Regions from separate parts of the Xenopus tropicalis genome. Here region 2 is linked to region 1. A link is a contact called in public Hi-C data. All regions are on one chromosome and are shown on one strand. Each heading gives the region's core, a stretch centred on a gene start, on an enhancer-like site or on the middle of the called end of the contact. The rest is flanking DNA. Distances are from core to core; before and after follow the strand shown.

Region 1 (4,974 bases), core at 1,147-3,646:
GGTCTTTCTGTCGCCACTTCTGTTTTCACTGGGGTTAGAAATCTCACATTGCTGAAATACAGCTAATTTCTTCTTTCTTCTATTTTCTAATATGATGATTGCATTATCTTCTATTTTCAAGGTAACTATAAGTAAGTTAGCTGTTTAATAAAGATTTATTGTTCTCAAGGCAGCTATCTTCTGTTTTTCTTTTTATATCTTCTTTGAAATCTGAAGCTAGTCTGCTTTTGAATTCTAATCTCTCCTTTTACATATAGACTACTTTCTTTTAGCTTTTCAGAAATCTAGTCTTCAGTTTTCTTTGCCAGTTTTCTCCTTTTCTATGTTTTCTGAGCATGATGCAGGTATGCCTTAGCTCTTACATTTCATAAAGAAATCTGCTCTAGCCATTTCCCTTTGTTATTTTCAGTGGTCGTTTTCAGCTATCATCTATGAACGTACTTCCACATTAAATTACTGTTAAAGAGCCTAGCTTTAATCTTTTTGAGGCTAGTGAGGCAATACACAAAGCCTATTATGCATTTCATGGCTGCGTAAATACAGTTGTTCAGTAATGCCGATTTTTTTTCCCTCTCTGCTTTCCTGATGCTGGATCACTGTTCCTTCTAATCTATAAAATACTATTTGCTTGTTTGCCTTTATTCTCCCTCTACACTTTCAGAAAATAAAAATGTTTAAGCCCACTAGAATATAGCTAAAATTCCAGTAGCTGTGTTAAAAGAAATTCTATAGCCTAAATTTAAAAAAAAAAAAGAGCTCACGCCTTCCCTTGTCTGCATGCCTCTCCTGTCCTTTGCTCTTCCCATAGGTCTAATGATAAACAAGCAGCTCTTGCCTTTTATGGTCTCTGCAGCAGTACAACGAATGAAGCATGTCCTTCCGCCCAATACCATGTAGGGAAAATGTAGGAGGAGAGTGAAAAAATAGTCCCACAAAAGTCATCTACACATTAAGAGGGGGGATGACAAACACACACACACATATATATATATATATATATATATATATATATATATATATATACATATATATATATATATATATATATACATATACACACACATACATTTATTTGTGCATTTGCACTTTTATTTTAGGTTTCTACCCCTTCCTGATCATTGTTGAGACAAGCTTTTGGTTTTATGTCTGGCTGTTTAAATAGATCTCAAAAACTCATAGTCAACCCAAAGTCATTATTAGTGATTGCAGCCATACTGCTCACATTCTAGGAAAGGGCTACTTACGAAAATGAATTGTGTAGGGCTGGACTGACATATATATAAAGCCCTGTGTTACCTTTATTACTTGGTTTGTAGCTAACTACTTATATCAAATTAAACGTTCTCTGATTTTTGAATTGGGGACAGTCTGTGCTACAATTTGCAGTCTGTATGGGGCACACCATAGAAAGAACCAGTGGTTTAACTACACCACACCGGGCCCCCCTGCCCAGCACACACAGCAACCACCACCTAAGAAAGATCCTGGGGGAGGGGGGCATTCCTACAACTATAGAGGAAGCAGACCCCTGGGCCCCTCAGCAAAGCACAGGGTATTCTTCCTCTGTATAAGTGATGAACAATATAATATGCATAATCAATGCAGTTTGCAAAATGTATGTACAAACCTGTATAGACAATTTGATGCAGGAAGAAAGGAAATACCCCAATCATAATAACATCTGATCAATCTATAGAATGTGGGGGTTTAGCTGTATTAAACCACTCTGCATCTCCAGTTCCCACTTACTGTGGAGCTGCACGCAAGCCTGATTGCAAATATGTACTTAGTGATACCATGTAATGTGGGTGTGCACAGCAGCAGATGGTATAGCACAGGTTTGTACATATTACCCCTAAAATCCATAGGCTGCAGATTTGGTAGCTTTTTGTGTCAGACACATGCTGCACAGTTAGCAATTATGCCTTTAACCTGCTTCTGAATTTATTGTACATAGTGTAACCTGTGAAACTACAATTCCCAGCATCCCCAATAGCCTTCAGTCATCATAACATTCTAGCAGCTCAGATAACAGTGTACAGCTTGTATATTATCACACGCTGTACTAATGGCTTTCCTGCAAACTTGGCTATGTACCTCAAAATAAGTAGTGAACCTTAGTTAATCATGTCTTATAAGGGATATCTGTGTGGCATACATTTGTTTACTCCTCCATGGCATACGCAAGACAAAAGTCACCTCTGCACAAACACGTCATGTACCTGCACCTAGCCTGGTATAAAGTCTCCCTTATTTGTGTAACGCAGTGTTTGTTTATCCAATACATGCACACTCCTGTAATTTTCCTCAGCCTTAGCCATAACACGCCCGACTGGTGTTAGTAAACATAGATCCGGCCTCTGTGCGGATGAATATTCTTCTTCTTCATGCCTGTGCCTGAACCGGTTCAAACCAGTGTGCAGGCCTTGTGTCGCAGCAGAAAATTCACTGACGCAGTGAGAGAGAGTGCACATGCGCAGAGGCTCCTGCCTGATGGGCTTTTTTTCCTCTTGTAACCTGAGCATGCGCTCTGTGTGTGTGTATGCAGTATTTGCGAGACGTGATGAGTGGGGGCAGGGGAAATAATGCTGGCTAAAAATACAGCCATGACGCTAGATACCAAACTAACTCCTCTTTTCATCCTGTGCTTTTTCTCGATTATCTGTTGTCATAATTTACTGGAACTTCAACTCACATTGCTTCTGCTTAGCTCTTGTGGTTGCTTCTGAGAGTTGTAGTTTCACAAACGATGCAATTCTGTAGGTATCTCTTTCCAACGCTGCTTATAGTCATTGTTATTAAGATATGTTTATATATAAGGGTATATACATACAAATATATAAACTGACTGATACAGAATGCCATGAGGGCCCTGCTTATTACAATCCTGCCTGCTGCCTACCCAGTAAGTGCTACAGACTGCTCCATGTTGCCTCTCCCCTCATCAAGTGTGACATATACACTAATAGAAAGGTATGTGTTTTATGGAGTATTGTGTATAGCTGCACAATCATATATTTAGAATAGGACTTGTCATTGTACATGTCACCCATTTGTGTCCTGCCTGAGGTAGCTATTGATCAAGCAGAAGGCCTGCCTCGCAAGGAAACTTCGGGCAAATTCAGGAAACTGAAGCAACATGTATGCCATCCCACCAGCAATTTACATTCTTGCCGGTGGGATGGCATGTCAGGGAGATTAGTCGCCTGCAATAGTGAAGATTTATCGTGGGCGACTAATCTCCCCGTGTGCCATGAGATCCATCTTCTGATATGCCCACCTAAGGTTGAAGACACACAGAGATACTTTTCATGACTACAAAAATAGACAATGCTGATCTTTTACTGATAATTGGCAATTCTCAGTATTGTCTATGGCAGAGTATTTTCTGGTGTTTAGTAGCTGTGACATGTAGCTGCTACTAAGTAGCTCTATGTGTCTTTGCCATAAATATGGCCATACAAAGGAAGATTTCATCTGCCGATTCAGGTCCTTTAGACCAGTTCGGCAGCTTATCTGCACGTGCATGAGCACCCCCCGACTGGCCTACCTGACTAACATCTGGCCTAAAACTGGCCAGATCTTGATCGTGCAGGTTTGATTTTTCCTAGGCCCAAACAAATGAATTAGAACGACGGACATATGCCAATCAAACCTGCCCAATTTTTGGACAGATATAGATCAGGGAGGCCTATCGGGTGGCCCCAAAAATGGACAGATAAGCTGGCAAATCGTTCTAAAGAGCACAAATCGGCAGCTTAGACTGATGCCACACTGATGCGGTTTTTTTGGCGGATATCGGCTACATGTGCCTGCACCCGAGCGTATTCCATTCATTCAGATGCAGGCACACGGTAGGATACATTTACAGTAGCGGGTTGTATTCTAGGCAAGCATTTTTCGGCTTGCCGAGAATATGCCCATGTGGCATCTGCCTTAAATCTGCCCGTCTTTGGCCTCTTTTAAAATAGCCAAGGGGGGGAGGAGAGCCAAGTGTGCTTGCACATCATTTTGGCCAAGCAGAGAGGTCCCCTTAAAGGAGAAGGAAAGGCTAGTTAAGAGTTCATCTCAAGCTGCAGGCATACCTTCAGTTCTCTCAATAGTCCCCTTAAGTCTCCCCATATTTCACCTGTTCAGAAGATCTGAAGCCAAACAGGAAGAAAAAACGCTGAGGTGTGCAAAGAAAGTTCCCATAATGCCTCACTCCTGCACAGACACCCAGACTAAGTGAACATGCTCAGTAAAACTATGGGGCACATTTACTAATCCATGAACGTCCGAAAAGCGTCCGAATGTGTTTTTTTCGTAATGATCGGTATTTTGCGATTTTTTTCGTAAATTGTCGCGACTTTTTCGTAGCTGTTACGACTTTTTCGTAGCGTTATGACTTGCGTGAATTGTTGCGACTTTTTCGTAGCGGTCGCTCCGAGAGCGAAAGTTTCGGATTCATTCAAGCTTCAGTATCGTGACTTTCCTTGGGCCAGGTTGGAGCTGCAGAGTGCCATTGAGTCCTATGGGAGGCTTCCATAATCATGCAAAGTCTGAAAGGTTTGCCCGCCATTTACGAGCGCTCAATACGAAAAAGTCACAACAATATACGAGCAAATCGTAACGGCTACGAAAAAGTCGCAACAATATACAAGCAAATCGGAGCGGCTACGAAAAAGTCGCAACAATATACAAGCAAATCGGAGCGGCTACGAAAAAGTCGTGACAATTCGCGCAAGTCATAACGGCTACGAAAAAGTCGCTACAATTTACAAAAAAGTCGTAACAGCGACGGAAAAATAGCAAAAATACGAAAAAGTCGCAAAATGTTTGTTTTCAATCCGAATTTTTCCCATTCGGATTCGTGGATTAGTAAATGTGCCCCTATGAGTCAGCTTCCTGCTGATTGGCTCAGACCCGCATTCCTAAGGGGGAGTGAGTTCTTAGCATTCTTGAGAGAGGGGGGAGCAGGAAAGAGCAGAGAAC
Region 2 (4,974 bases), core at 1,295-3,794, 78 kb before region 1:
TCTGTACATGTCCTACTGTACCCACCTCTGCCATTATAATTTTCTTAGTCTTGCATAGTCCTTATCATGACTTTGATTTATACTTCAGAAGGGGGGGGGGGGTTTATCTAGTGACTCCAAAAAAAGATTTTTTTTTTTCATGAAATTGGTATTTACTAACCAAATTTTAAATAGAGCAAATTTGTTAAGCAAAACAATCTAAATTTAAAAGCTACTTTCAGTTGGATCACATTAAGCAGTGATCCCCAACCAGTGGCTCGGGGACAACATGTTTCTCACCAACCCCTTGGGTGTTGCACTCAGTGCCCCCAAAGCAGGTAGTTATTTTTGAATTCCTGACTTGGGGGCAAGTTTTGGTTGAATAAAAACAAGATTTACTACCAAATAAAGCCTCCTGTAAGCTGATTGTGTGCATAGAGGCTGCCTAATAGCCAATCACAGCCCTTATTTGGTTTGGGGATCCCTGACATAAAGGGTCATTTAATATGACTCTGGCCATAAGTGCAAGAGCACTAAGGGGGAACAAGAAAATGCCCCATATCCTCATGCAAAGAGCATTTCTGCCAGGGCCTTGTCAGGTTGAACCCTACAGAAATCTGCCCATCCACACTCTGTATTAGGACAGAAATGCTTTTACAACTGATAAGGAATATCTGCGGGGCATATCGTTATGCTTTGCCTCTAATTATAATTTGGATTAATGTCACAGTGATACATACAGTGTGCCTTTGCTAAAACGTCTTTGTATCCTTGGACTTTTCCAGTACTGCAGCTTCTGCAAAATGACGCAGTGCAGCAAAGCAAGCGAGCACTACCCTCTGCAGGATATTTCATTGACAAGGCTCCTATAGAGGAAACAGTTTATATTTGGATCTTTTGTGGTGAAAATATGAGAACATTTAGAACATTTTGTTTCTGCTTTATAAAGCAAGATGCAAGCCCTTGAGCACCAAAGACCCCAGGTTGATGCCACATTTTCTATGCTTGCCTTAAGGGCTCTGGCACATGGGGAGATTAGTCGCCCGCGACAAAACTCCCTGTTCGCGGGTGACTAATCTCCCCGAGTTGCCTTCCCCTGCCATCCCACCGGGGAACATGCAAGTCGCCAGCGGGATGGCACACGCGGTGGCGCAATTTCGCGCAAATCGCCGAAAAAGCCTCGCGAGTCTTTTTCGGCGATTTCGGGAATTCGCGCCACCGGCTGTGCCATCCCGCCGGCGACTTGCATGTTCCCCGGTGGGATGGCAGGGGAAGGCAACTCGGGAAGATTAGTCGCCCGCGAACAGGGAGTTTTGTCGCGGGCGACTAATCTCCCCATGTGCCAGAGCCCTAACTCCTTTAGCCATAGTCAGGCCCGGACTGCCAATCTGTAGATTCTGGCCAGAGCAGGGCGATTTATGTCCCTCTGCTGCTTTTAGGATGCTTTTTTGCCACCCCTGATAACTTGTGGGCTGGTGCTGCCTATGGCAAGGTTCTCACCTTTCCTCATGGCAGGAGCACCCCTGTGCCATAGTGGCTGCTGTAAGATGCCATAGACAGTCACTATTTAGTAGGCCTATGGGGGGCTGTTTGGGCTGTTGTTAAAGCCCAGTCCAGGCATGGTTCCAATGTTAGGTCACATTTGCCTGAAAAGTGTTCCTATAACAACGTGGACAAAATTCCCTCCTATGTTAGGTGAATAGAAGGGCCATCAGCTAAAGGTGCCCAAGGCCATCACCTCTAACCACCCCCAGCAGAGGTATGTGCTAGGGCCCTAAAGCACACTATTGCACTCTAAGCATTTGCCCCTGCTACCTAGTTCTGCCCCTGCCCCCGAATGTGGGGTGCTGTCAAGCAGGGTCAGACAAGGTGCCCCCCTAACCCCCCACCCAATGTCCTCCCTTGAGCGCGAAACTTGCTTTCAGTGTGTCAGGGGAGGGTTACCGGCGGCCAGGGGTACACCGAAAGAATTGGGTCTGGGCCGCTGGGGCCCACTGGGTTTTTTGCCGGTGCCCCAGTCCGACCCTGCTGTCAAGTGAAAGACTGCATTTTGGAGGCAATTCCCACTCACCTTTAATTGTGGGGGCATAATATTAAACATTTTGTCGTCATCCCACTGCTACAACATGCTTGCAATGACCCTTTCTGCCTTTGAAAGCTACAAGTGCCTTCTACTGCCACTAGTCTTTTTTTTAATCCATATGTTAAAAACTTGGGTTAGGGCAAACAGCTCCTAAGATTTATTTTTTGTTAAAGTAAGACAGCAATTCCTTCAGGTTTGGCCAGACTAATCTCCCCAGTACAGCTATTGTCTGCGTTTATCTTTGCCATATTGCTATATGTTACCCATTGTACAACGTTATTAGCCTATCTGGAGTCAGCTATAACTTATTTTTTATATAAAACCTTGAACAAGTATTTGAGCCAAACGTCGCTTTTAAGCTTTAAGTGTAAGATTCTAGAACATACTCGGCTCGACCGCACCTTTCTTTGTTTATTAAACATCCTTCACAATCCAGTTCTAACCGGTTTTAGCCGGATCTATGCGTCAGTAAAGTAAATTGAAGCAGAGCAGATATCGTTCCGCAACTTCTCAAGCACTGACGCCATCGCTAATAATAGAGAATGGGATCAGTCCGCTAGTTACGTGCTCAAGTTTTAGTATCATTCCGCCAATTTACAAAAGAAAATGAACTGGTAGTTTTAATCGCCACGCATATATAATCCCCTCTGTCATGCTTTATAAGTGCCGTTTGCTAATATAAATACAACGCGATCACGCTAATCAGTTTAATTCACTTTACTAGCTCTGGACTTAAAAAATTACTTTTGCGCATGCGTATTTTAGAGGGTGGTGAACGTTCTGCATTCTGTATGCGCTTTTTAACTACTCAGGTGACATGTGACTTTACGAAGGTGACATATTGTAAGTCATATTTATAAAGTGCATAACCGAACTAGAATGTGGAGTGTGGATTCAGATAGAACCCTAAATTAGGTTATTCGTAATGGGTGTTGCTGGGACTAGCTTCATACAGCGGAAGGATTTATGTCGTCACAAGGTGTGAAGCGTCAAAGTCTACAAAAAGAAGCGACCCGGGCTTACGTGACAAAGTGATCGAATGACGGACAAGAAGTGAGTAGTAGAAGGTACGAAGCGGTAGTGGCCGAGTGGTAAGTACTATGGCTAAGCCTGTGGCGGCCGTATGGTAAGTATTATGCAGTACTCTGGGGTGAGTGGGTATGGCTGCACTGTAACAAATGATATCGATTTTTTTTTATTATTTAGAACTAGTTATATGCAGTTTAGCTCTTATGCTATGCGACAAATGTTTATTTGGTCAAAACATCAGTGCGTCCTTAAGCCGTTTAGTAATATTTGACATGTGTAGTTCACCTAAAACTATTTATTTTATTATTTTAAATCTGTAAGTAGTTGTATTAATAGATTTTATGGCAGAAGGCACCTAAGGAGCTACAAGGTCTGCTTCCATTATAGTTAAGCCCTTTATACCCTAAATTGGACAACCTGAAAGGCACTTAATAGAAAACTAATGCCTCTGTAGACCATGTTACAGATAGGTTGGTATGGTTCATGTAGTAACAGCTCCAATTTATAACTACTATTGGCTAGCTGGCTCTTTTATTCACTTTTAAACAGAAGTAGAATGCTGCGTGGCGTTGGCTACTGCACATTTGCACCTATCAGTCATTGCGCCTAATATCGGGCAACAAATACAAAGCTATAGGCACGTGCTCTTGGCTTTTGGGGTGGTTGTGTGTTTTTCTGGGTCTTATAATTCTCAGGCCTCTTTAAAAAGCGCAAGAGGTTCCCTACAAATGAAAGATGCGTCTTTCTGAAGATTCTTTTCACTTCACGGGCTACCTGCACGTTAACTGAAGAAGTGTGAATACAGCAGTATGTCGGGTGTAAGCATATGGATTGTGACGGAAGGTTGATCAGTGAAGGTCAAAGGTGCTAGACGAGGAACGTTTGACTACTGCATTAATCAGGCATGATTAATCCCTCGGGGTGGGTTGTAGCATATGACGCTTATGCTCTTACTAGATGTGGGAGGAAAGGGGTGTGTCCAGTGGGGCATATCTAGTTTCTTTTTAAGTACAGCTGCTAGACGCCTTATGTTCTAGCTTTGTGTAACCACTAGGTGGTACATTACCACCTAATTACTGCACTATTATATTAGGCAGTAGTGACATAATTTATTTTGGGGTTCAGTGGGAGGGCATGGGAGCATTGAGACTTCTCCAATTTTATTTTCCAGGTCTTAATCAACCTTGTGATGTCTTGACATGAAGTTGATATGCTTCATCATCAAATGTGTAATTTATATAGGTTCTTGGGCTAAATGAGGTGTCTTTGAGGTGTATTCTAGTAACTTTGCAATAAACACTTTTCTCAGTGATGAAAAATTAGGAGGGGAAGTGTAACTTTAATATGCAAAAAATGTGAGATATTTTGTAACTGATCTTGCCATTGTGTATATATGTTTTTGGGTTTTGTTTACCCCAAGGGGGAGGGGGCTTTTATAAAATGGATATTTTTAGATTCTTTTCAGAGCACTCATACGTTACCAACAGATGGCTACAGTGGAACCTTTACTTGATGCATCCTCATAGCCTGAGATGTACGTCTGGCTGCAGTGTCCTTTTAAGATCTTTGGCCCAAGATATGCATACCTGTGCTGTTACTTCATCATAAAAGTCCCATTGCCAGTGCTATCTCCCTTAAAGGACAGAACATCTTTCTTGATTGTCACCAAGTTGCCTTAGTTCTTCATACCTAATAAAGTTGGACTTAGGTGGAGGCCCATGGCAATTCATTAGTTGAGGCAGCCTGGAAAAAAGTGAACTAAGTATAACAGGAGAATGGGAGAGGCCCTTGCTGAACTTGCATTATTTATTTCAACATAAAGGTGTTGCTCTGCAATCACAACATGGACTATGATAAAATAGTATTCTGAAACCTGTGCTGAT

The links. A called contact is a pair of places that touch in the nucleus more often than the background predicts.
Region 2: a Hi-C map of brain shows a contact between it and region 1, with 6 times the contacts expected there. The contact joins two enhancer-like sites. A contact is called at or near these places in 4 of 5 Hi-C or Micro-C datasets (brain, gastrula embryo, liver and 1 more).

Annotation. Positions count from the first base shown.
Region 1 is chr4:33,761,618-33,766,591 of UCB_Xtro_10.0, reverse strand. No RefSeq gene overlaps it. Among named protein-coding and RNA genes, the nearest start is that of scyl1, 70 kb to the right of the region's middle. Within about 2 kb of position 2,396, at least 11 of the 11 cell types and tissues checked have an H3K27ac peak or open chromatin away from gene starts, as enhancers often do. A contact at or near this core is called in gastrula embryo and liver, where this site is marked.
Region 2 is chr4:33,839,546-33,844,519 of UCB_Xtro_10.0, reverse strand. No RefSeq gene overlaps it. Among named protein-coding and RNA genes, the nearest start is that of frmd8, 31 kb to the left of the region's middle. Within about 2 kb of position 2,544, at least 11 of the 11 cell types and tissues checked have an H3K27ac peak or open chromatin away from gene starts, as enhancers often do. A contact at or near this core is called in gastrula embryo and liver, where this site is marked.